Linked DNA regions of Mus musculus: all the other regions are linked to region 5. The links are chromatin contacts, called in public capture Hi-C and promoter capture Hi-C maps. All regions are on one chromosome and are shown on one strand. The core of a region is the stretch at or near the end of the contact, and the rest is flanking DNA. Distances in the headings are between cores, read along the strand shown.

Region 1 (4,256 bases), core at 1,193-3,692, 1.8 Mb before region 5:
GCAGACTTCGCAGGAAAAGTGTCTTCCCCTGTTCACAGCACTGGAAAGCACAGAGAGATGTGAGCAGCCCCCACCAGGACACCCAAGACCGCACGGCACAGCCCTCTCACCGACATTTAACACGGTCAAGGCTCAGCTGTCTCGTCTCCAGACTAAAGGGAGACTGTCTCTTCAGAGTCCATACCATCTCAGACTCCATCAGCATCCACTGGTCACCTGACTAGGACCACGCTGAAAATATGACAGAGTCCCACCCTTGGGCCAGAGTGGTAAGAAGTAGATATCAGGAGTTATTTCCTCTAATCGTCTCTGGGTTAACATCTGGAAGCCTCCTACTAATTAGTCCAAGCTATGGTTTCTTCACCACAATGCCCTAGGCTGGGGGGAACGGAGAGGCCAAATTTGGTAATTACTGACAAGATAGACTGTGAATATTGCCTTTACTCATATTCAAAATGAACAGCAGGGACAGAGACTGAGCTGGGACAGAAGAACAAGGCCAGCGGGAGAGCACATAGCCCGCCACTGTTGACAGAGAAATCTTGTGGTCCCAAGTGAGAAATCCCAAGTGTAACAGCTCTGCTATTAGTTGGGGGTTGAGGGGGGGGACTCCAGAATATACGGTGACTTTTTAAAAAAAAGATTTACTTACCAACCTGAGTGTTTCATAGCATCAAGTAGAAGTTTGACATATGGATCTACAAAGACATTAAGTATGCTCATTAGAAGATGTAGCAGCAATTAGTGCACCCAAGCAACAGGCACCACAAAACAACTCACAAACACTATCTTAAACCAGAGTCTAAAATGGGAATAAAACGTGTAAATTAGCGCCAATTAAATCAAGTCATGACGAAATAGAACATAAATACAAACACTAAAATGGCGCCCCCATGTATCTTTATACCGAAAGTTGGTTTTGCTAAAGTGACTAAACGCTTCGCATTAGGGCCCGTGTTAGGAGAACATGGGCATCCTGGGCCACGGTTAGAAAAACAAACCAGCATAGAACCTAGACTGGAGGAAGGCAGCGCCTACACTGCTCTCTGTGGTAGCACCATGCCTCGCTCTGAGTACCACAGCCCAATGGGACCTGCCCACCAAAGTTCTTCAATGAGGGTTAGCAAGCAGAAATGTGTGAGTCTATGGCCAGTAAGAGAGAAGAACGGTGGCTTAGGGATTGAGCCCAGTGGTAGGGCCTTGCCTGGTAAGCACAAGGTCTTAGGTTCAGTTCTCACCTCTGAGGAGGGAGAGGAAAGGAGGGAGGGAGGAAGGGAGCTAAAAAGATGGCTCAGTGGTTAGTAGCACTTGTTGCTCTCGCTGAGAACCCAGGGTGAGTTCCCCAGCACCTGCATAGTAGCTCACAGTCCTGGACACCAGGAATGCAGAGAGTGCGCAGACACACATGCAGGCGAGACAATCACACACAAAAATAAAGAAATCAAAAAAAAAAAAGCTTTAAAAAGAAGACAGTAAAATCTTTGATCAGTTGATGATTGAATTATGACCAATTCTGCTATAAAATAGTAACTATTTGGAGGGTCGAATACATTTAAATCTTACTTTCCTAAATAAATCTGAGGTAGACAGGCAATCTGCAGATGCAGAGGAGCAAGGCAGTGTCCCGGGACTGGAGATAAATTGCTCAGTGGGAGCCAGTGTGCCTGGGTGACCCGCGGCAATAATAAACCTCTTAGATGTCACAGGCTTCTTAGAGACTATGATGAAGCTAGGAACTCTCCCTAGAAAAATGCACTTAGGTGCATAAACACGAGGGTTTTCAAAAGTTCCTATTCTAGCATTCTCCACAGTTCCTACTGCAGTGACTGAAGGTTAAAGAATCGCCCACCCCACCCCCACCCCAGGGAAGGGGTGCATAGCCAGAAGTAGAGCTGCCTTATTAATGAATGGAGCTCTTTCCAGCTCTCACCTGCACCCTAGAGCCCGTGCCGCTGCAAAACTTACATAAGAAACTGGTGAGTGTGACCCAGGAGGGCAGACTCCCAGCCCAGGCCTTCAGAAGCGCGAGTGGGGCGGAGGCCCACGCCCCCTCCCGCCCACGCAGCCCTAGGGCTGCAGTGCAGTCCGGGATCAGTGGGGGCACGTCCGGGCCCTTCCTCACCCCCCGGGTCCTGTGCCACCCCGACCCCAGCCTCCAGGTCGCGGCTCTTACTGGTATCCAGCGTCTTCTGGAGCATGAGCGGACAACTCTGGTCCCGGGTGAAGAGGCTGGAGAGGAAGCCCTGCTGGGGCTTCCCGTGGGCCGGCGGCTCAGGCGAGCCCTGGCCAGAGTCGGGTCGCTGCAGCAGTGGCTCGCCAGCCGCAGGGCCGAGCTCGCCGCCGCCCGGAGCTCCTGCCATGAGGCCCGCAAGCCTCCTCCTGCCCGCTCGACCTAGGACAGCCGCTTCCGCCGCCGGCGCACGCTCCGCGGGCCAGCACGAAGGAGACGCGGCGTGCAGCTCGTGGGCGGGGCTTGGTAGGCGTGGTCGGTGGGCGGGGCTGATGGGCGGTGCCTCGCGACCGCCGATGCTGGCCACTATATTGCCTTCTGCACCTCAACCATCCTCCCACTCCCTCACCTGCTGTTTCTCTTATTCCCGCTACCCACTCACACCGAATTAAAGGCAGTGTTTTCAGAAACGCTTGGATATTTCAAAGACTGGTTGGTCTCATCAAAATGTGGCTCCTGGGGACCCATTCATCAACCCTCCTCTTGCTCAGAAATAAGATACACACATCTTGGGTCTGGAGAGATGGCTCAGTGGATAAGAGCACTGACTGCTCGTCCAAAGGTCATGAGTTCAATTCCCAGTAACCACATGGTGGCTCACAACCATCTGTAATGGGATCTGATGCCCTCTTGTGTGTCTGGAAACAGCTACAGTGTACTCATATAATAAAATAAATCTTTTAAAAAGAAGGGGGTGGTTGGAAAGATGGCTCAGCGGTTAAGAACACTGACTGCTCTTCCGAAGGTCCTGAGTTCAAATCCCAGCACCCACATCGTGACTCACAACCATCTGTAATTTGACACCCTCTTCTGGTGTTTATGAAGACAGCTACAATGTATTTATATATAAATCTTAAAAAAAAAAAAAAAAGGCTTTTTCCTCAGTTCCCATAATCAGAGTCCACCAGCACACTTACTCAAAATTAATGTTGCCAGATCTGCAGTTTAAGGCACTTTGTCCGTGTTAGTGCTCTCATGACAGACTTCCAGCTTTTACGTAGTGTGTGTGTGTGTGTGTGTGTGTTTCTTTCCTCACTAAATTATTCAGCTCAGCTCACACTGCTAAACACCTGCTCCCACGGGCCAGGCAGGATGGTAGAGTTGGAGAAAACGAGGACAAATGTCCAAGAAAAATAGGCATGCAATGCCTTGTGAACAGCACTTAGGGGTCACGGTGCTCCGTAAACAAGAGTTGAATGGGAAGCAGAAGGCATCACTCGCTTGGAATATTATACAAATATGAGCGCCTGCACTTACAGACTAATAAAGCCATAAGCCAAAGATTAGATTCTTTTTATCAAGGTCCACATATGTACATTATTACCAGTCCTCATGACAACCTTGCAAAATAGTATCAACCCTAATTTGCAGATAGAACTTGCCCAGCTACAGAAGAAGGCTGAAGGTGTTACTCAGTTGAGAGAGCGCTTGCCTGATTGATACACATGAAGTGCTGGGTTCTACGCCCAGCACCACACAAGCAGACAGTGGCAACATGTGCCTGTAACAACAGCCCTGGGGAGGTAAAGACAGGAGGATCAAAGATTCAGTGTGATCCTAAGCTACATAGCAAGGTCAAGGCCAGGCTGGGTGACACAAGACCACTTTCACATCAGACATGGAGATGCAGAGTTTAGAGTTTGCCCAGCTGATTTCCTGTCTTGGTTTGGGGATTACAGTTAAGTGATTAGATGGATCTCAGAAGAGACTTTGAACTTTGGACTTTTACATTGTTGAGACTGCTACAGACTCGGGGGGGGGGGGCTTTTGAAGTTGGACTAAATGTATTTTGCATTGTGCTTTGGCTATATATGGCCCCCATAGACTCGTGTGTTTGAATAGCCTGTGGGGGCCAGGGAGTGAAATGTGATGCTCTGTATGTGCTTGGCCCAGGGAGTGGCACTTTTAGAAGGTATGGCCCTGTTGGAGTGCGTGTGTCACTGTGGGTGTGGGCTTTAATACCCTAGTTCTAGCTGTCTGGAAGTCAGTCTTCCACTAGCAGCCTTCAGATGAAGATGTAGAACTC
Region 2 (4,774 bases), core at 288-2,787, 1.2 Mb before region 5:
GTAATAGCTGAGTTTAAGAGCGGACTGGAGACCTAAGGGAGGAGAAACAGTGGAGTTTCCAGAACAGAAAGGCTCTGGGTCCAGCTCACCAGAACCAGGCAAGCGAGGGCCAAGAGCAAAGGGGCATAAAGCACGGGCCAGATGTCCCTCCCAGAGTCCTGGCTCCCCAGCTGTGCCACAGACCACCAGATGTGCAGCCCAGCTGGGCAGCTGCTGGAGCTTGAGCTCCAAGATTGGTATTTAGCACCACCACCACCACCACCCCGGTAGCAGTCCAGGCTTAGAGGCGCTGGTGACAGGACACACCCTCCCTGGCCCAGCCCTAGAGGTGGGGACGCTCAGGAAGGGCCCTGTTCTGCTCTAGGCTCTGACATCCCATCAGCCCCCCTCCTCTACACCCACCCCCTCCCCCACACACGTCTCAGTGAGTCTCTGTCTCTTTGTTCTCGCCATGTCTCTGACACTTTATCTCATTATCCGCCGGAGGGAGGCGGAGAGCTCGGACCCCGCAGCCTAATTACAGCAGAGCTTGTCAGCTCAAGGGGCGGGCGAGGTATCGGTGTGTAGGAAAGGGAGGGGCCCCTCAGAAAGGGTTGTCTCTCTCCCTGTACCCCAGGGAGGCAGTGGCGGTACACAGCTCATCCCAGCAGGGGTCCACCATAGTACAAGTTCTTTAGGAGAGAAATGGGGGAGCATAGCAGAATCCAGCGGCAGGGGCTAATCGAGAGGGGTGATAGAAATTAACATGGAAGCGAGGAGAAGAAGAGGCTCACTTCCTGTGTCCCCAAAACCAGTCCTCCAAAGACAGCGGGTGGATGGGGAAAACTTCCTGCCCGGGCAATATAGCATATACCTAATCCCCCACCCCCTTCCCACCGGTTTTCAACATCTCTTCTAGTTTTCTATGGCTGCTTCCTTAATTCGGAGCTCTTCTGCTAGTCCCAAAGCCAGAGATGAGTATGGTGGACTCCTCGGAGGGCTCTTCCTTCCTCATCTCAAGCCCCTAAATTGCTACAACTGTTGCCTTATGCCTTGAGCGGTGCAGATTCATACACCTGCAATCTCCACCTCTTGACTACTCCAGGCCAACCACAACCCAGCAAAACCGCCCAGACCAAGAGGGGCTGGCAGCACTAACTTTGCTCACGTGCCTCTTATACGCGAAAGGCCTGCTAGCTCCAGGAGTGTAGACAACGTACTGTGCATGCCCCCACTGTTCCCTGCTCCCTGCAGTGGACACTCCACATCCCCACTTTGTTAGAAGGCTGTCTGCTTGTCTGTCCCACATCTGGATCCCCTTTCAGTCTCTGGAAGCCAAAGAGGTTCCTCCCTCAGATACCCAAAGACCCAAGTATAATGGTGTCTCCTGGGCCAGGGTTTCCCTTTCAGTAAGAGAGAGTTGGGAAGGAGGAACCTCAAGGCTCCGCAACAACTTCCAGCCTGTTTTGGATCTGGAACTGCAGGGAGAAAGCAAGCTGGGTGGAGCTGGCGGGGCTAGGCTGACCCCTCCCTGATGGGGGGCGGGACCCCAGGGTGAGGAATAGAAGAGATCCACCTAGAAGACCAGACACTGGGACAAGATGGCAGGAACTAGTCTAGGGACCCGCTTCTACCGGCAGATAAAAAGACACCCTGGGGTGAGTTCAGTCCTCAGATCTAATTCCCCTCTTGTCACCCTGCCTCTCAAGCCCTCCCCACCCCCACTCCCCCCATCCTGCTTCCTGTCCGGTTTCCTTAGTGTTCCCAAGTTTTCCCAGGGACATTCTATGTCCTCTCTCTGCAATGTACTCAATGTCCCTGCAACCTGCCTTGGACAGGATCACTGTAAGGGTAAGGGACAGCATGCTGAGGATGTGGCTGTAGGTTTCAGGCCCCACTCCCAAAGGGAAGGTGGCATCAGACCTTGAGTAAAGATAAAGGGACAGGAAGAAAACTAGGACAGAGTGAGTGGGAACTGAGCAGAGTTCGGACCCTGAGAGTGCCTGGTTTTTCTGCAGCTCATCCCAATGATTGGCTTCATCTGCTTGGGCATGGGCAGTGCCGGACTCTACTTGCTGCGACTTGCCCTGCGCAGTCCTGATGTCTGGTAACAACAGGTCTTGGGAGGCAAGAGGGCAGGGGTCCTGGGTGGAATAAAATGGTCTAAGGTGGGACCTTAGACCTAGAAGGACCCTCGGTCTGTGTCCGTCCTCATTTCCACTGCCACCCAGCATTTCCCAGGGTTGGAGTGGCCCCTGACCTGAGAGACCCTCACCTCCCATCTGGACCACCTGGTGGCTCACTGTCAGTGGCTAGCCACGTGGGGCAGCTGGAATCCCAGCAGCTCACCACAGGGTTGCCATGGCGACACATCTCTACTGGCCATGTCTGGTGGCTTTTAGGTACCTCTATGCCTGACCGGAAGTGCTGGATGTCTGGCAGTGTGGGACTCCTGAGGGTCTTTGGTTGTACTGGGACTTTGTGTCCTGCCAGAAGCATCAGGGGGGTCAGTCCTTTGACAAGCAGAAGGCCAAAGCACCACCCACTCTGATCCTGGAGTCTGAGGTGCACCCACTGAAAGTACTGTCCTTCAGGATTTCTGCCTGACTCCCAGGACTCTGCCCTGAGCGGTTGGGTGAGGGAGGCTAACCCTGGGCAGTCTATAGGCTAGGTTGTCATTTGGTCATCAGCTGCCATACTTCTTGCCAGCACCTCCCAGGGATGGCGATGACAACGACACTCACTCCCCCTTCTCTGTCAGTCTCTAGGAAATGTTCTCCCCTCCTCAGGGTAGGGCGCCAGGGGTGGTGATACTGAGGCCATGTTTAATGCCAAAGTCCTGGTTCCCAGAAAAGAAACTTTAACCTTCCTGTCCTGTTCACAGCTGGGACAGAAAGAACAACCCAGAGCCCTGGAACCGCCTGAGTCCCAATGACCAGTACAAGGTAACTGTAGAACCAGTGTTTCCCCTCTCCCCTCCCGTCCTAGTCCCTAAGTCAGTACCACACACAAGACAGAGGAGGTAAGAGCCGCTCTTTCAACTCTCTTTTCCCTCTCCACAGTTCCTTGCCGTTTCAACCGACTACAAGAAGCTGAAGAAGGACCGGCCAGACTTCTAAGTCAGAGATCTCCACGTAAATCACTCTTTCTGCTCCCTGCCCCAGACCCTTGGGCGTCTGTCTAGCAGCATCAGTCCAGCTTCTGCTTAAAGGCCCGATTCCCACGCAAAGGGGAGGCCGCCCCGCCCCCACCCGCCTCCCTTGCTCCCAGGAGAGGAAAAAGCCTCTGACCCTCAGCTTGAGTCCCACGTGGGGGAGGGGACTCGACTGCAGACGACAGTTGGGGTTGACCCAAAAACCCAAGCCAGTCCCCCTCTCCCCCTGCCGCTCCCTGCTCCTCCTGACTGGGTGTGGCGCAGGCTACGTGTTGAGCGTGTCCGACGTGTGCCAGCAGCAAGCAGGGGCCCGAGTGCCAGGGACGTGGCAGGCCCCACGTTTGTTTTGACAGAGTTTTGAGCAGGGTTCAGGGCGGTGTCTGCCCAGGCTCGACTGGGCTCGTCCTGGGTTCCCAGCCTGACTCGGATGGGGTATCTCTGCCATGCAGTGGGCTTCTTCCCTGCCCAAGCCGGCAGCCTCCGGTCAAGGACAGCCCTCCCGCCTTGCACCTGGGCAGTCTTGTGCCTTTCCCCCACCCCTCCCTTCCCTTGCTTCTCTGTCCCTGGGGATCAAACAGAAGCAGCCGTGGGCAAAATACAATTTCATTTAACAAATTGAATTTGCTGCGCCTGCTAATCACGTCTGGTGTCGGCTCTGATCAGAGAGGAGGCTACAGCCCCGGGGGTCCTGGTGGTGGTGGGAGGGAAGGAGAGATACACGTTGAGGGAGTAGAATCGCTGGCTGGCCCAGGGGACCCCTCCCACAGTAATAGGAACCCTGGGCAGGTTAGCATTTTATTAGATAAAAACAGGAAGGAGGGCGCTTACCCACCCCCTCTTCCCCAAGAAAGAGCGGGAGGGGAGTCTGTAACACTTGAGATGTAGTGGGAGGGTCGGGGTGGAAAGCTGAGGGCGAAGTCGGGTGTCATGGTGCAAACCTATAACCCCAGCACTTGGGAAATGAAGGTGGAAGGGTCAGTTCAAGGCCACTCACAGCTAAGTGAGACCCCCGTCTCAAAAACAAGTCGGATGTCAACTGGGTGCTTCGTGTAGACACGGTTAAAGATCAGAAATCTCAGCTACAAATTCTGGAAGGGAGTTTATGCCTGGCTCTTGCCCTAAATGGAAGGCCTCCCTCCCTCCACTAAAACCCAGAGAGGAGTGACATCTCTTCTATGGTCCAGGGAGGCGGGAAGAAAGGTAACTTCCGGGTCTGTGGGCTTCTGACCGACCGCCAGGTGTCCTCAACTGTCCTCAACGTTCATCAAATCCAGGCATGGGGAAGCCCCTGGCAAACTGTTCCACCTGTTGCCGGAGGTTGGCCAAACGCTGGCTTGTCTCTGGGTCTTTGAGCAGGAAGGATTTGAAATCCTGGAGCTTGGCTGAGATCGGTGGGAGAAGTTGATCAGAGGGCTGCTGGGCGGGGCCAGGAGCTAGGGTGCGGGGAGGCGGGTGAAACTGGTTGACCAAGGACCTCTGAAGCTACTCACCAGTCTTGCGCTTCACCTCCAAGCCAATGTTGACTCCCTCATCGATAAAATCGACGACTCTACGGAAGTCGTCCTCACGGAACTGGCGAGAGGTCAACGCGGGGGCCCCTGGGAGAGAGAGCAGGAGACAATTAGCATAGCCAAGATACAG
Region 3 (4,816 bases), core at 2,099-4,598, 1.4 Mb before region 5:
TTAAAGCACCGAGTCAGCTCTCCAGTGTTTTATTTCTAATTGTGGGGTATGTGTGTATGAGTGTGTGTGTGTGTGTGTGTGTGTGTGTGTGTGTGTGTGTGTACCCTCAAAGGGAAGAGGCATTGGGTCCCCTGGAGCTGGAGTTACAAGTAGTTGTGAGCCACCGAACCTATGAACTAAGAATTGAACTCAGGCCCAGTAGGCACTCTGAACCACTGAGCCAACTTTCTAGAACTCCTTTAATCAGTCTTTAAGAAAAACCCTACATGCCTTTTAAAGCATGACTTCTGAATATCAGCATTGTGTTAAAGTATAAACAGTGGAAAGTATGGTAACAAAAGAACACACAGCCAGGTGTGATGGTTTATGCCTTTAATTCCAGGGTAGGAGGGGCTGAGGCAGGAGGATTGAGAGTTCCAGGCTAGCTTGGGCTGTTTCCAAACAAAACACAAAACAAACTTTGCGTGTGTGTGTGTGTGTGTGTGTGTGTGTGTGTGTGTGTGTGTGTGTGTGTGTGTGTGGTGGTGGTGGTGGTGGTGGTGGAGGAGAGATGGCTCCACTAGGGATGCTTGTTTTTCTTATTGAGGACCTGAGTTCTGTTAATCCCAGTACTCACATGTAATTTACACACAGCTCTAACTTTAGTTCCAGGGATCTAGCGCCCTCTTCTGAACTCCACGGGCACTGCAAGCCAGCGCTGCACTTAACATGCAGACAAAAGACTCATACACATAAAATAAAAATAAATAAAATTGTTTAAAGGAGAGAAAGGAAAAGACTATATCAGCAATCATGTCATCAGCTGTGTCATATAACACACTCTGGAAAGACTGTCTGGTTTGTTTGTTTGTTTGTTTGTTTGCTTTGAGACAGGATCTCATTCTATAGCTCAGGCTAGCCCAGAATTCACTATGAAGGCCGGTCTTGAACTCACGGTGCTGTAGTTATAAGTGTAAGCCACCACACCCTGTTCCCACTGTACAATGTAAAGATAATGGTAGCAAATGATAAATAACATCTCAGTGTGATTATGAAAATAGTCTTGAAAACCCCTGAGAAAGTCTCAGAAACCCGCTGGGGCACAGAGGTCCCCAAACCACACTTCGCTTCTGGCCCATTTTAACAACCCCTTACACAATTCTCTGGTGCTTTTCTTTCTCCTTTTTATTAAGAAAATATAAAATGTATGTCACCCGCGTGGGTCCTGTCCTCGAGGGGGAAGCCTAAGAACTTACGAGTTCAGCACCCCTTTTTACTGATTCTCGATTCCAGGGACCCCGACACCCCTCCTTCCTCGGCGCCTGCTCCTCTTCCTCTTGACCTTGTCAAAGCAGGCAATGCACCCTGTTCTTAGCCTGTATGTTTGTCTTTTCCTAATCTGCCCACCCTTCTACTTCCGCCTTCATTACTTGAGGAACTTCTTTCTCGGGAGAGACTAAATAGTTTCTCCCTGTGTTCTTCCTTCCCTCCCACGGCATCCCTGCTGTCCTGGAACAGGGCTTGATGTAGAAAATGGTGCTGGCCAGGCAGTCCCTTGAAAGGCAACGCTTTACCCATCTGTCCACATTTGAAACAGCCTGAAATAGGCCAGAATCTGGGACAAGAAAACGCCCATTTAAGTTCCATAGGGGTCAAACCCAGGCATACTGCTACACAGCTTATTGGGTGTCAGTATGGATCCGGAACTCGAGCTTCCAGACACGTGGGAACCCCCAACTTGAACCTTGAACTTCACCCAGAACCTTCAGGCCCTGTTGCTAGCTGCAGCCACAGGCCTCTACTACCATGTCTGGCACATCGGTCTTGACCACATTGCCATTATGGTCAAGGTAGAGGAGAGAGAGAGGCCTTCGTGCAGTGGGGACACAGCAGGAAGAACCCGCAGGCCAAGGGTTGTTGGCTTTGAGGAGGCTAAAGACGGCAGAATGGAAGGAGGCAGCAATGCCAGGACTGCCAGCCAGGTGGGGCGGGCACTGCCCACTGCAGTAATTCAGCTGGTATCCCTCCGGCTGCAGGATCCAATCCCGCCACCCCAGCTCCTGGAAGTCTACATAGTGGTCTCGCCTACAACATAAGGGGGTCTCAGGCTCACAGGTGGGAGTCCTCCTCCTGGCCCGACCTGCTCCAGGTTCATTAGCTCGGATCTTAAGTTCCAAGAAGGGACGTTGCTGTCCCGCTGTGTCCAAGAGCAGCCGTGGCAGTCCCGCAGCGGTGCTGTTAAGGTCCAGGGGTCTAAATTCCAGTTGGAGTTTCACGACGCCAGAGTCCTCACTCCGCAAGCCGCTAGAGGGCAGAGTCAGGGCGTGCCAGCCAGAGGAAGTGGTTTGGTGCTCAGCTAGGAAGGTGCGGAATCCTCGGCACCTAGTGGTGCCGCAACGGAAGATCCTCAGGTACAGAGTGCCCGGAAAAGAGGGAGGCACATGCAGCCAGAGGCGGGCATGGTACAGGTGGTGGGACCAAAGAGGGGACAGCTGGAAGGTGAGCATGGAGCGGTAGGTTGAAGTGGATTTGTCTGCTCAGACAAAAACAAAAACAAACAAACAAAAAAGCAAATTAAAACATGAACAAAGCTTCTCTCTGACACTCGGCCACCCTACCCAACCATCCCTCATCTCTCATACAGACCTCTGCAAAGGGCCTGGACGGCCTGTGTCCCCAGCTCTTTCTCTTGCCACACCCCACGCCTCCTGCCTCCCCTGCAGGCCTCTCCTTGTGTCTCCTGTCCCCGGTCTCTCTCCCCTCACCCACCTATGATGGTAGCAAAGCTGATGACTTTCTCTCGGTTGCCAGGGACCATGCTCTTGGGCTGCAGTCTCCGGAGGGCTCTGGTCAGTGCTGCCTGGGGCAGAGGCCGAGTTATTCTGGGACGGCTGGTTAGGTGCAGTCCCTCCAGGATTTGCTGCTTGGCTAGCTCCAGGACCAGAGCGCGTTCTCCTTGGGGTGCCAGTGTTGGGCCCCCACAGGACGGGCACGCAGATCTTGTACTCTGCACCCACACCAATGCCCACAGCAGTATTAGCCAGAGCTGGGCTTTTGGAAGCTTCATGCTCCAGGTAGATGGCTCTGCTTTGAGAACCTCGAATGGGTGGCAGTTTTATGAGTCTGATTTCCCAAAGAGGATACAGAAGCAGCAGCAGCAGCAGCAGCAGCAGCAGCAGCAGCAGCAGCAGCAGCAGCAACAGCAAACCAGTGTCACAGCTACCCTTGACAAAGAGCAGACCAAGCTACTTGTCCTCAATAGCCTAGGACTCAGGAAGACTGAGAGTAGATCGCCTGGTGGGGTAGCTATGTGTGACCCTCACAGTTCATGACTAACTACTGGCAGGGCCTCTTTAGAGCCAGTTGCTTGGGATCCCTCACCTAGCGGTCAACCAGCAGACCTACCCTCTGAACCTTAGGATTGGCCAGCTGCGCTGCCCATCAGGCCCCTGCAGGGGGTGGAGGGCTCCCCCGGGACTCGAGTTTCACCATCTGGGTGTGGTGGCTTGAGGTAGGGGTATGGAGGTGCAACGTGGACATGCATGATGCAAGAAAGAGGATGATTTCACACGGTCAGTTCCCAAGGTCTGGGATTCAGGTGAGGGAGTCCATAGGAGCCAGGTGGGGATGGGCGGTGGCTCCTCAGTATGCCCTGACTGACTTCCGAGCTTGAAAACGGAAACCGTTTTATGAGGCTGTTTCAGTGGGTTAGTTCTCGGGGTTTCCATGTCAGAACAATAATTCTAGCGTTCAAGCCGAGTTAGGTTTTAGAAAGGGTGGTTTAAAAAAAAAATGGAGTCCTCTTGATCAGGCCTAGGTGGCAGTGCCACGGGACATAGAAATTACCTTTTGACCCTGCCTGTGCTGGCTGCCCAGAGTCCACCTGGGGGAGGGCCAGAGCAGGGATGAGGACATCTTCTGTGATGTCTGGGGAAACCCGGCCAGGTGGGCTCGTGGTGATGCAATCTTACAGCAGAGCAGAGTCCGGCAGAGCTGGCAGAAGGGCGAGCGCCTTTGAAGCACCTGTGCCTGGTAACTACTGCCTTTAGGGTACTGTAGGAGTTGGCCAAATCTGAGGCAGCCCAGGAGTGGTGCCAGGCTTCTGGTAATGTAGTTGGAAAATGGAAATTTAAGGGACCTAGGGGACAAAGCCGGAAAAGCCGCCTCAGGTCTTGGTCATCCAGGCTTTGTTTTATTTTTGCTTGTTTGTTTGAAAGATTTATTTATTTTATATATGTGAGTACACTGTCACTGTCTTCAATCAGATACACCAGAAGAGGGCATTGGATGCCATTACAGATGGTTGTGAGCCACAACGTGGTTGCTGGGAATTGAACTCAAGTCCCCTGAAAGAGCAGCCAGTGCTCTTAGCCACTGAGCCATCTCTCCAGCCCCCGACTTTGTTTTTTAATGTGTGCGCATGTGTGTGTGTGTGTACGCGCGTGCTCGTGTGTGTGCATGTGTGTGCTTGTGTGCACGTGTGTGTGCTCGTGTGTGTGCATGTGTAAGCTGGAGCACAGCCCTGTGTGCCATCCCTAGGGACGTCATCCACCTACCTCCTTTGAGACAGGACATCCTTGCTGGTCTGGAACTCACTAATTAGACTACACTGGCTGGCCAGTGAGTCCCAGTGTCTGCAACGCTGGGATTGCATTTCTACCTGGGCTCTGGAGACTCTAATGCAGGTCCATGCGCTTGTAAAGCAATAGCTTTATCTACTGAGTTATCTCCCAACATCTGACCTCCCCCAACCCCATTATAGGCTCTCTTTGTGTAGCCCTGGCTGTCCTGGAACTTGCTCTGTAGACCAGGCTGGCCTTGGACTCACAGAGCTCCA
Region 4 (4,423 bases), core at 941-3,440, 1.0 Mb before region 5:
GGGTGACAGGATCCCTGGAGTTACAGCAGGCAGAATGTAGTACCCTTGGAGACCAGAAGAGGGTGACAGGATCCCTGGAGTTACAGCAGGCAGTGAGAATGTAGTACCCTGTGGATGCCAGAAGAGGGTGTTAGAATCTCTGCAGTTACAGCAGGCAGTGAGCCACCAGAAGTGGGTGCTGGGAAGAAACTCCGTCCTGTGCTAGATGGAGCAGTGCCACACTGTTCACTGTGGGGTCAGCTCTGCAGCTTCTATTACAGTTTTTGTCTATATTTACTGAGCTCAAACCCAAGTTTTCTGGTGCACAAGGCTCCTTCCCACTACATGGCTTGACATTTGCAGGTCAGGCAGAGAATATGTACAGTACTCACAGAAACCGAAGCAGGACCGAAAGATGGGCAGGGCGGACTGGCAGGGAAGAGGTGACTCACGCTTGCAATCTCAGTTTTGTTTTTCGGGCTTTTTTTTTTCTTCCTGTTCCAAGATCCATATTATATGACATGTGGTTCATCGTGTTTACGTATGCTCCCTTGTCTGGGATAGTTTGTTAGTCTTCCCTTGTTTCACATTAATGTAAGTTTTTGTTTTGAGGTTGGTTTTAGATGTGTAGTGCAAGCTAATCTTATTTGTGATCCTCTGACCTGAGTGTTTTGAATGCTGGAGTTAACAGATATGGACCAACACGCCTCCTGTTAACCTTGACATTAAAAGTTTTTTTTTTTTTTTTTTTTTTTTTTTATCAATCGATCCATTAATTGTGTGGGGGGTATTGTGTGCCACAGAGTCAGTATGGAGGTCCTGTGGGAGCAGAAGTTGGTTTTCTCCTGTCATATGAGTTCTAGGTTTACACAACCGAGCCATCGCAATAAGCCATCTATATGTGTGTATAAATGTGCATATACATGTATACATGTGTCTACACACAAGTGTGTGTATATATATGTGTGTGTGTATGTATGTGTATATATATATGTATATGTATATATATGTGTGTGTGTGTGTGTATATATATGTATGTATATACACACACATACAGGTTCTCACGGTTCAAACTCTATAATCCTGGCTACTCTTCAATTCTCAGCAAGCCTTCATTCTCAACTTCCCAAGTGATGGGATTACAAGCACGCCTTTAATCCCAGCACTTGGGAGGCAGAGGCAGGCAGATTTATGGGTTCAAGGCCATGGTCTACAGAGTGAGTTCCAGGACAGTCAGGGATACACAGAGAAACCCTGTCTCAAAAAACCAAAAAAAAAAAAAAAAAAAAAAAAAAAAGGTGCTTCAATTTTCAATTTCTGTAAGTGCTACACACACAGTGCCTGGACTGCAAGTACTGGGAGGCACCTAAGCCACAGAAAGAACTTAGATTTGAGCTCAGAACCTACTTTGTGTTTTTTCTCTCTCTCTTAGCCTTGGCTTTTTTTTTTTTTTTTCCCAAATGGAGAGGATAAGCTGTCTTAATTATCACTTGTTTCGTTTCAAAACCAGAAATGCTCGGGACTTGTAGTTTATTCCTGTGGCGTTGGTGATTGAAACGAGGGCCTTGTGCACAGTTTAGCTACATCTTCAGTCAAAAAAGGAAACCGAAGCCAAATTAATACTTTTTTTTGGTGTTTTGTTTTCTGTTTGTTTTTTTCTTGCAGTGCTGGGGATCGAAGTCAGAGTTTCTATCTCAGCTCTATCTCTACATTTTCAAACGTTGTTTATGCCTGCAAAACCTTGACAACGCACAATAATCCTGTACTTATTGCTGAAATATTTCAGAACTTTGGAGACAGGCTGGCAATCATTTTACCTTAAAAAACGGTCACGGGAGAACCTTACTCGTGAAGAGTTGCCACTGGCTAGCATGTCATAAAAGGGCCGAGGAAGAAAGGAAAGAAAAACTAGAAGAGACGTTTCGATGGAAACACGCAGTCCAGGAGGCCTCCTCTCATTCTGATTTCCTATTGGGTAAGCTTTCCATCAATCTCATTTGTAAATAAACCGCGGACGGAAGCAGATTGCGGGGAAAGGGCGGGCTCTTCCTGTCGTCACTGCCAGGATTGGCGTTGCTAGGAGGTGTGGCTCCTAGGGGCGCGGGAGGGCGGAGCGCGCGAGGCCCCGCCTGCTCCACGGGTGGGGGTGGGGGCGGGTCTCGCAGCCGATTGGCTGCCGGCGCTGCCCGTTCGGAGACAGTTGCTGAGGAGGGGCACGCGAGGAGGAGGCGGTGTGAGGCATCCATGGCGGGAGGAATCAAAGTGTCGGTGTGGTCGGCGGTTGGTCCAGGGCCCCGGTGCTGGGGGGCCGGGGGCGGCGGCGGCGCCACATGGCTGCTCTTGGTCGTCGCCGGCTGCGTGGTCTGCGGCTCAGGTACCACCCGGGCAGCGGCTGCCCAGGGGTCGGGCGCGAGGGCGTTAAATGTGGAAAAGTGGTTTCTTATCCCGAGGGTGCGGCCCGTTACTCGGAGCAGCTCGGGACGCTGAGTGAGACGCTCCAGGGACGGTCCGCACTGACGGGTCCCGGGCCGCCCTCCGGACAGCTCGGGTCGGGCGGAGGCCTGAGCCTTCCCCAGGAAGGGAGGCCTGGGCTGGTTGACACCCTTTAGGGGGGAAACCACGGAGGGGCTCCGAGGTGCTGCTAGGTCTCTTGAATTTCTGAGTTAAAACGGATTTCTGGGTTTCGCCCTGAAATAGGTCAGGAGAAAGCAAACGCCCCACTCATTCAGTTTACTAAAAACACCCCAGGGATGGATCTGTCTCGGTACAGTGGAATAGAGTTCACCTGAATGTTTTTCAAGACAGGGTCTCTCAGGGTAGCCCCTGGCTGTTCTGGAACTCACACCTTAGACCGGGCCGGCCTGGAGTTGAGAGACCCACCTGCCTCTGCCTCCTGTGTGCTGGGATTAAAGGTGTGTGCCACCACTGGCCTCCTGTTAAGATCCTCCTCCCAAATAGCTCCGGAGAACACACCTGGAGTCATTATACTCCAGTTGCCCAGGAAAGATAAGAGGCCATCCGCTTAAGCGGGACGTAGTTCCTAAGTTTATTCATTCTTTCAAGCACATTCATTTTGTACTTTCTGCTGGACAGTCAACTCCGGACTAGGTAAGAAACTTATTTTGTGATCCCGACCAGAAAAAAAAAAAATTAAAAGTTGATAAGAAATCGTGTTTTCCCTCCCTTGTTAAATAGTGGCCGGGAAAATAAGTGATGTTTGCCAACATCCACTGGAGGGAGTAGCAACTCCAGAGAATAAAGACAGCCAAGGCGTGTAAGCACACATCCACTCTCATACTGCCCCCTTCCGTTCCTGCCTGCCTGTCACTTGCTCTCACTTGTGGCTTTAAGATCAACACCCATAAATATATTGTTCAAGAGGGACTGGAGACTTCTTTTGGGAAGAGAGTATATGTCCAGGAAAGATTCTTTTCCGGATCAGGGCCTAAAAGCCTAGAACAGGATTTGGAAGGACTGTCACCTGAATAAACTGTCAAAATGGGGCCTCGGGGTGTGAGGACATAAGGAGATACTAAGCACAGTCAGCAGTTCCTTTGAGATTTCCTTTACAGGACACTGGGGATTGAAACGGAAAGCAAAAAGCCAGGCATAGTGGCTCAGAACTTTACTCCCAGCACTTGGGAGGCCAAGGGAGACAGATCTCTCCAGTTCGAAGATAGCCTGGTTGGTCTACGTAGTGAGTTCCAGGACAACCGGAGCTACCTACACCTGGAAACAAATAAGCAAATAATAAAATAACTTAAAAAAAAAAAGTGCCGGGCGTGATCGTGCACGCCTTTAATCCCAGCACTTGGGAGGCAGAGGCAGACAAATCTCTGAGTTCAAGGCCAGCCTGGATTACAGAGTGAGTTCCAGGACAGCCAGGGCTACACAGAGAAACCCTGTCTGGAAAAACCAACCAACCAACAACAACAAAAGTAACCTAAAGCACACTTTTCTGCTTGCTTGCTTCCCTTCCTCCTTTCATTGAGACAGGGTCTCACTGTGTCGTGCAGGCTGCTTTGCAACTCATGTGTAACTCTGACCTGTAACTCAGGCTCCCCCTGCTTCATCCTCCAGGATTCTGGGTTTACAGAGCGTCACCAAAGGTTCCAAGGTTTCTTCTAGGAAGGGAGGCTCGGGGGCTTCCTAATGTGGAGAAAATTCACCTCCAGGAGCAAGTCGGAATGCCGACCTGGTTATGTGGATGTCAGCTGTCAGAGCAATCTGCGGCACTCTAAAAGCCAGGCTCTCAGATAGTAGGATGGAATTTTATTCAAAGGTTGGTTACTGTCACAGGGAGTTTTAGAAACATTTATTTAGCAAGTATTAATACAGTTAAGTGTAAAGAAGTAGGCAAAACCCTTGTAGTTTATTGCTTGTGTGTGTCTGTGGGTGTGTGTGCTTGAGCATATTTGGGGGGGGGGGTTGGAGGGGGTCATGT
Region 5 (4,232 bases), core at 1,489-3,988:
TCCATTTACCAAGGAACTCCTGCCCCAGAACTCTGGTAATTTCTGAATGCTGTTATGAACATCTCCCAAGACTGTAAAAGAAAACCATAAAGGGACTTACCTCATGAGTGTAAGTTCGGACAGGGACTCCAAAGGCTCTTGCTAGTCCAAAGTCTGCCAGCTTGATGGACCCCTCTGCATTGATAAGCAGGTTCTGGGGCTTAAGGTCTCGGTGAAGGACACGGTGAGAATGGCAGAAAGCCAGGCCCTGGAGCAGCTGGAACAGATAGCTCTGACAAAGGAGAGGGGGAGGTTTGTTTCTCCATCACAATGAGCAGATACGACTTATTCTTTGTCCTCAAAATTCAATAAAGTCTTAACTATGTTAGATGAGAACTACACTATACATTTTTGGGGAGGTTGTTTAATTCTTTAGTTACATTTTATTTCTTTATTTAGAGGGGGCAGGGGCATGCCACAGCGCATGTGTGGAAGTCAGAGGACAATTTGCAGAAGTTCCGTTTTCTTCTTGTGTGGAACCTGGGGGTGGAGTTCAGGCCATCAGGTCATCAGGCTTGGAGGCAGGCTCTTTTACCTGCTGAGCTATCTTGTCAGCCCTGTTTGTTTTTAAAGATATTATTGTCTTCCTGGCCTAGAACTTTGTAGCTTGGCTTCCTCTGTACTTACACACATCCTTCTGCCTCAGCCTACCAAGTGTTAGGATTACAAGCACGAACCAACACACATAAGTACAACACAACCACACATTTAACAACAATGTCTTTCCACTGAATTTTCAGCCTGCCAAGGATATATAGACCAGATACTACTCAAGTTTTGCCTTCCTTTCAATACCCTGTGGCTAGCGCATTGACGGTGCTGAACTGTGTGTCGAATATGTACTTGCTGATACATTCAAAGTAGTTCTAGGAGTGGGCCCAGCTCAAAAACAGACAACAGAGACTCACTGGTTACATTTCCCATATCACAGGTAAAAGAATTTTTTCAAGGAACCCACCACCACCACTGCCCTCAATATCCTTTATCTGAGCCAAGCAGTGGTGGCGCAAGCCTTTAATCCCAGCACTTGGGAGGCAGGTGGATTTCTGAGTTCGAGGCTAGCCTGGTCTACAGAGTGAGTTCCCAAACAGCTAAGGCTATACAGAGAAACGGGGGGTGGGGGGGGGGTGGGGGGTGTCCTTTATCTGAGTGTTATCTGATCTCCTTCCACCTGAGCTGCCGGCTCATAGAAGCTCCTCAATTTTGATTCTTCTGTCCATCCTAGGGTTAATGACTAATGAGTAGGAGAAGGTGGAGTGTCTGAAGTCTGAGAAAAAGCCAAAATAAATTACCAGACTGAATTACCTGCCTCTAGTTTTCCCTAAAATTTGTGGGCTGTCACTGAACAGGGTTACCTTGATGAGGGGAAGAGGAATGCCCGTGAGAGCAGAGGCATCCATGAATTTCTTGAGGTCCTGGTGCAGAAATTCAAAAACCAGATAAAGCTTATTTTCTGTGTGGATGACATCCAGCAGCCTGCAAGAGAAGGTCCAGGAAATGGAGTTGAAGGAGAGAAATTCTGAGGCTAAGCAAGCAGAATTCGTCATAGTGATCATCTCTCAGAGCAGACTTACTTGACGATATTAGGGTGATTAAGTTCCTTAAGGAGAGAGATCTCTCGGATGGCAGTACTGGGTACACCTTCAGTCTCACTTGGAGAGGTTGGGAAAACAGAGACAAGAATACGGTTACAAACATCATTCTCTCAGGGATACACAACCCCCAGCCCCCTTAGGAAGGCAGACAGGAGAGGTGCTGTGAGGAGTTAATTTCTGGGTAGTTAGGGTGTGGCTTTTAGACATATTTAAGGCCATTATTTCCTCTTTTTCCAGTGAAAGGTAAGAAGAGCCTCCAGGTGAATGAAAAGCAGAAGAAAGGTAATAGGGGAGTGGGGTGAGAGTAGCTCCCGGCCTCCCCTGAGGGCCAGTGAATCTCAACTGCCATTCTTTTGAAAGAGAGTGAGGGTTCTAAGTATGGTGCTGGAGCAGTGAGGAGAGCTCTCCATTCAGAAAGGAACTTTTCTCTGGTTACCACATAACCCAACTCCACGAACAGCCCTGGACCCCTCCTATCCCGGGCTCCCACCCCACAACTTTCTCTTCCCAAGTCTCTCGGCTAGCAGATTTGGGAGCACACCGGCTGGAGCACTGCAAGAAACTTTCCCCTGGATTCCAGCCCCGGACAGTCTCCTCCGGTAGAGCCTCCACGGTCGGCCAACCCACCGCTCGCTTCACGCGTCCCTCCCTCCCTCCCCGCTACCTTCCGGTCCGGGGACGCTACCCGCCTGTTGGGGTAGGGGGTTGGGAGGGGGACAGCCAAGAGGTCCGGGCAAAGGAGTTCCGGCTCCGGAGGCCACTCACGTGTCGAGCCGGATCTTCTTAAGCGCCACAACTTCTCCCGTCAACTTGTTTTTGGCTTTGTACACCACTCCGTACGTGCCCTCTCCAATCTTCTCCACCTTTTGGAAGTTCTCCATGGAGCGCTAGTGAGGCGGCTCAGGCCCCCGGGAGCGGGGCCCGGGAACCCTGACGAAAGCGGGCCCGACACTCGGAGCGGAGGACCTGGGGGACCCCGGGTGAGCACGGCAGTCCCAGCTCGGGATGGAACGCAAGGAGAGCTCAGCCCTTGACAATTTGTCCAACTTGAAACAATGTTGCCGCCTCCCCCACTGCTCCAGACGGCCATCCGAGACCCCGCCCCTCCTTCCCGCGTTTCCCTGGCCCCGCCCCCCGCCCTTCCGATTGGTTCACGTCACGAGGGCGGACCGGACCATCGCGCTCCCGCCTCAGAGGCCCCGCCCTGGGCGGGCGAGCCGCGGGGCAGCTGCACAACTTTCCCGCAGTTCCTGGTTTAGGCTCCGCAGGCCGGAACTGGTGGTGTTTCTGGTCTACGGATTTCCTTACCTTTCCCTCACAATTTTCACCACCCCTTGGGTGAGATTAAAATTCCACCTGGACAAGAGAGTCTCTTTTAAAAAGCAAAACCTGGGAATCTTTAAAAGAAAAAGAATAATGTATTTTATTTTAAATGGTGTGTGGGTCTGTGTGTCTGCATTTAAGTTTTCACAGAAGCAGCAGGTGCCCTGGAGCTGAGGTTCTAGGCGGTCGTGAGCCTAACTTGGGTGCTGGAGCTGAACTCTGGTCTTCTGCAAGAGCGGCTTGCGCTCTTAACAGCGGTGCTGTTTCTCCAGCACTCTCGCCTGCTTTTTGGAAACATCTCATAATGCAGCCCTTGTTGGCTGGAATGCGTTCAAAAGTCCAGGTTGTCTTCGAACTCACAGAGATCCGTTTGTCTCGGTCTCCATGTGGGGCACAAAATCCGGTCTCTCTCTCTCTCTCTCTCCCACACACACTCCCTCCTTCTCGCCTCCCTCCGCTTTCTTTTTATTTTTCTGAGACAAGGTTTCTCTGTGTAATCTTGGCTGTCCTGGAACTCTAGTCCAGGCTGGAAAATCGGGACTCTTATTGTAAAGGATTCTTTGGCTAGATAATAGAGTCGTTTCTCAGCCTAGCTTAATACTGTCTCACTGTTTCGGGGTTCATTGGCTGCCTGTGTTGTTTTATTGCTGGCAATCTACCCTCCCAGCCCCTTCTGGATGCTTTTGGATAAAGGTGCTGTTTCTGTCTTAAGGATCTCTTGGTTTGACACAATTCTCTTCACTCTGTCTTGCTGAATTGTGACTGTTAAGTATGTGAATTGAGGCTGCCCATCAGTGAACTCTTTCCAGAATAAGTGTGTCAGTGAATGTGACCCAGCGAAACCAGAAACTGTCATTGAGCTGTGTGGGATGAAATCAGTTCTGGCCCTTTCCTTCTTCCCAGGTTTCCCCTCCTCTGGAGGGAGAGGAGGAAGGCCTATGCAAATGACCATCCCTTTCTATATAGGGGCTCGCTCCCACCCCCTGGTACCTTTGGCTGCTGGCAAGAGGACCACTATGGGTGTCCAGAGAAGGAGCTTCCTTCCCGTGCTTGTGCTGAGTGCTCTGCTGGCTGTGGGGGCCCTAGAAGGTGAGTGTGGGTGGGTGGTCAGGAGCAAGTGCTATTAGCAATTGAACACCAGCTCTGGGTTTCCCCCTTCTAATCAGACAAGTCAAAATACTTTAGGCTTGTCCTATTTGATTTTAGTGAAGATATGGTTTTGTTTGGTTTTTTTATTTGTTCAAGACAAGGTCCAGTGTAGCCCAGGCTAGCCTC

What was found. Promoter capture Hi-C pulls out the DNA fragments that hold promoters and counts their contacts. Capture Hi-C pulls out chosen DNA fragments and counts their contacts.
Region 1: a promoter capture Hi-C map of liver shows a contact between it and region 5, with 4 times the contacts expected there. The contact joins the promoter of Atp23 here to the promoter of Cdk2 in region 5. A contact is called at or near these places in 3 of 39 promoter capture datasets (embryonic stem cells, hippocampal neurons and liver), 1 of 484 Hi-C or Micro-C datasets (LSK cells) and 2 of 9 other capture datasets (adipose tissue and liver).
Region 2: a contact with region 5 is called in a promoter capture Hi-C map of erythroid cells, with 11 times the contacts expected there. The contact joins the promoter of Ndufa4l2 here to the promoter of Cdk2 in region 5. A contact is called at or near these places in 2 of 39 promoter capture datasets (erythroid cells and pre-B cells), 1 of 484 Hi-C or Micro-C datasets (embryonic stem cells) and 1 of 115 datasets of contacts at active chromatin or transcription factors (pancreatic cancer cells).
Region 3: a capture Hi-C map of macrophages shows a contact between it and region 5, with 3 times the contacts expected there. The contact joins the promoter of Inhbe here to the promoter of Cdk2 in region 5. A contact is called at or near these places in 4 of 39 promoter capture datasets (cranial neural crest, frontonasal cranial neural crest, liver and 1 more) and 2 of 9 other capture datasets (liver and macrophages).
Region 4: a promoter capture Hi-C map of pre-B cells shows a contact between it and region 5. The contact joins the promoter of Nemp1 here to the promoter of Cdk2 in region 5. A contact is called at or near these places in 2 of 39 promoter capture datasets (embryonic stem cells and pre-B cells), 1 of 484 Hi-C or Micro-C datasets (muscle stem cells) and 1 of 9 other capture datasets (pancreatic islet).

What each region holds. Positions count from the first base shown.
Region 1 is chr10:126,898,929-126,903,184 of GRCm38.p6, forward strand. Atp23 (ATP23 metallopeptidase and ATP synthase assembly factor homolog) reads right to left here and starts at 2,443. Exons shown (of 6, transcript NM_001159559.1): 1 at 2,174-2,443; 2 at 653-698; 3 at 1-40. The coding sequence starts at 2,360.
Region 2 is chr10:127,513,402-127,518,175 of GRCm38.p6, forward strand. It overlaps Ndufa4l2 (Ndufa4, mitochondrial complex associated like 2), which reads left to right and starts at 1,538. Exons shown (of 4, transcript NM_001098789.1): 1 at 1,538-1,637; 2 at 1,998-2,086; 3 at 2,864-2,924; 4 at 3,042-3,753. The coding sequence starts at 1,581. The coding sequence ends at 3,098. Shmt2 (serine hydroxymethyltransferase 2 (mitochondrial)) reads right to left here. Exons shown (of 12, transcript NM_028230.4): 11 at 4,624-4,731; 12 at 3,722-4,515. The coding sequence ends at 4,388.
Region 3 is chr10:127,348,500-127,353,315 of GRCm38.p6, forward strand. It overlaps Inhbe (inhibin beta-E), which reads right to left and starts at 3,349. Exons shown (of 2, transcript NM_008382.3): 1 at 2,749-3,349; 2 at 903-2,512. The coding sequence starts at 3,046. The coding sequence ends at 1,758.
Region 4 is chr10:127,674,875-127,679,297 of GRCm38.p6, forward strand. It overlaps Nemp1 (nuclear envelope integral membrane protein 1), which reads left to right and starts at 2,191. Exons shown (of 9, transcript NM_001113211.1): 1 at 2,191-2,353. The coding sequence starts at 2,224. It overlaps Gm16230 (a long non-coding RNA gene), which reads right to left and starts at 1,885. Exons shown (of 4, transcript XR_872178.1): 1 at 1,797-1,885; 2 at 1-108.
Region 5 is chr10:128,702,313-128,706,544 of GRCm38.p6, forward strand. Cdk2 (cyclin-dependent kinase 2) reads right to left here and starts at 2,739. Exons shown (of 8, transcript NM_183417.3): 1 at 2,400-2,739; 2 at 1,614-1,691; 3 at 1,395-1,515; 4 at 101-271. The coding sequence starts at 2,515. It overlaps Pmel (premelanosome protein), which reads left to right and starts at 3,946. Exons shown (of 11, transcript NM_021882.4): 1 at 3,946-4,046. The coding sequence starts at 3,974.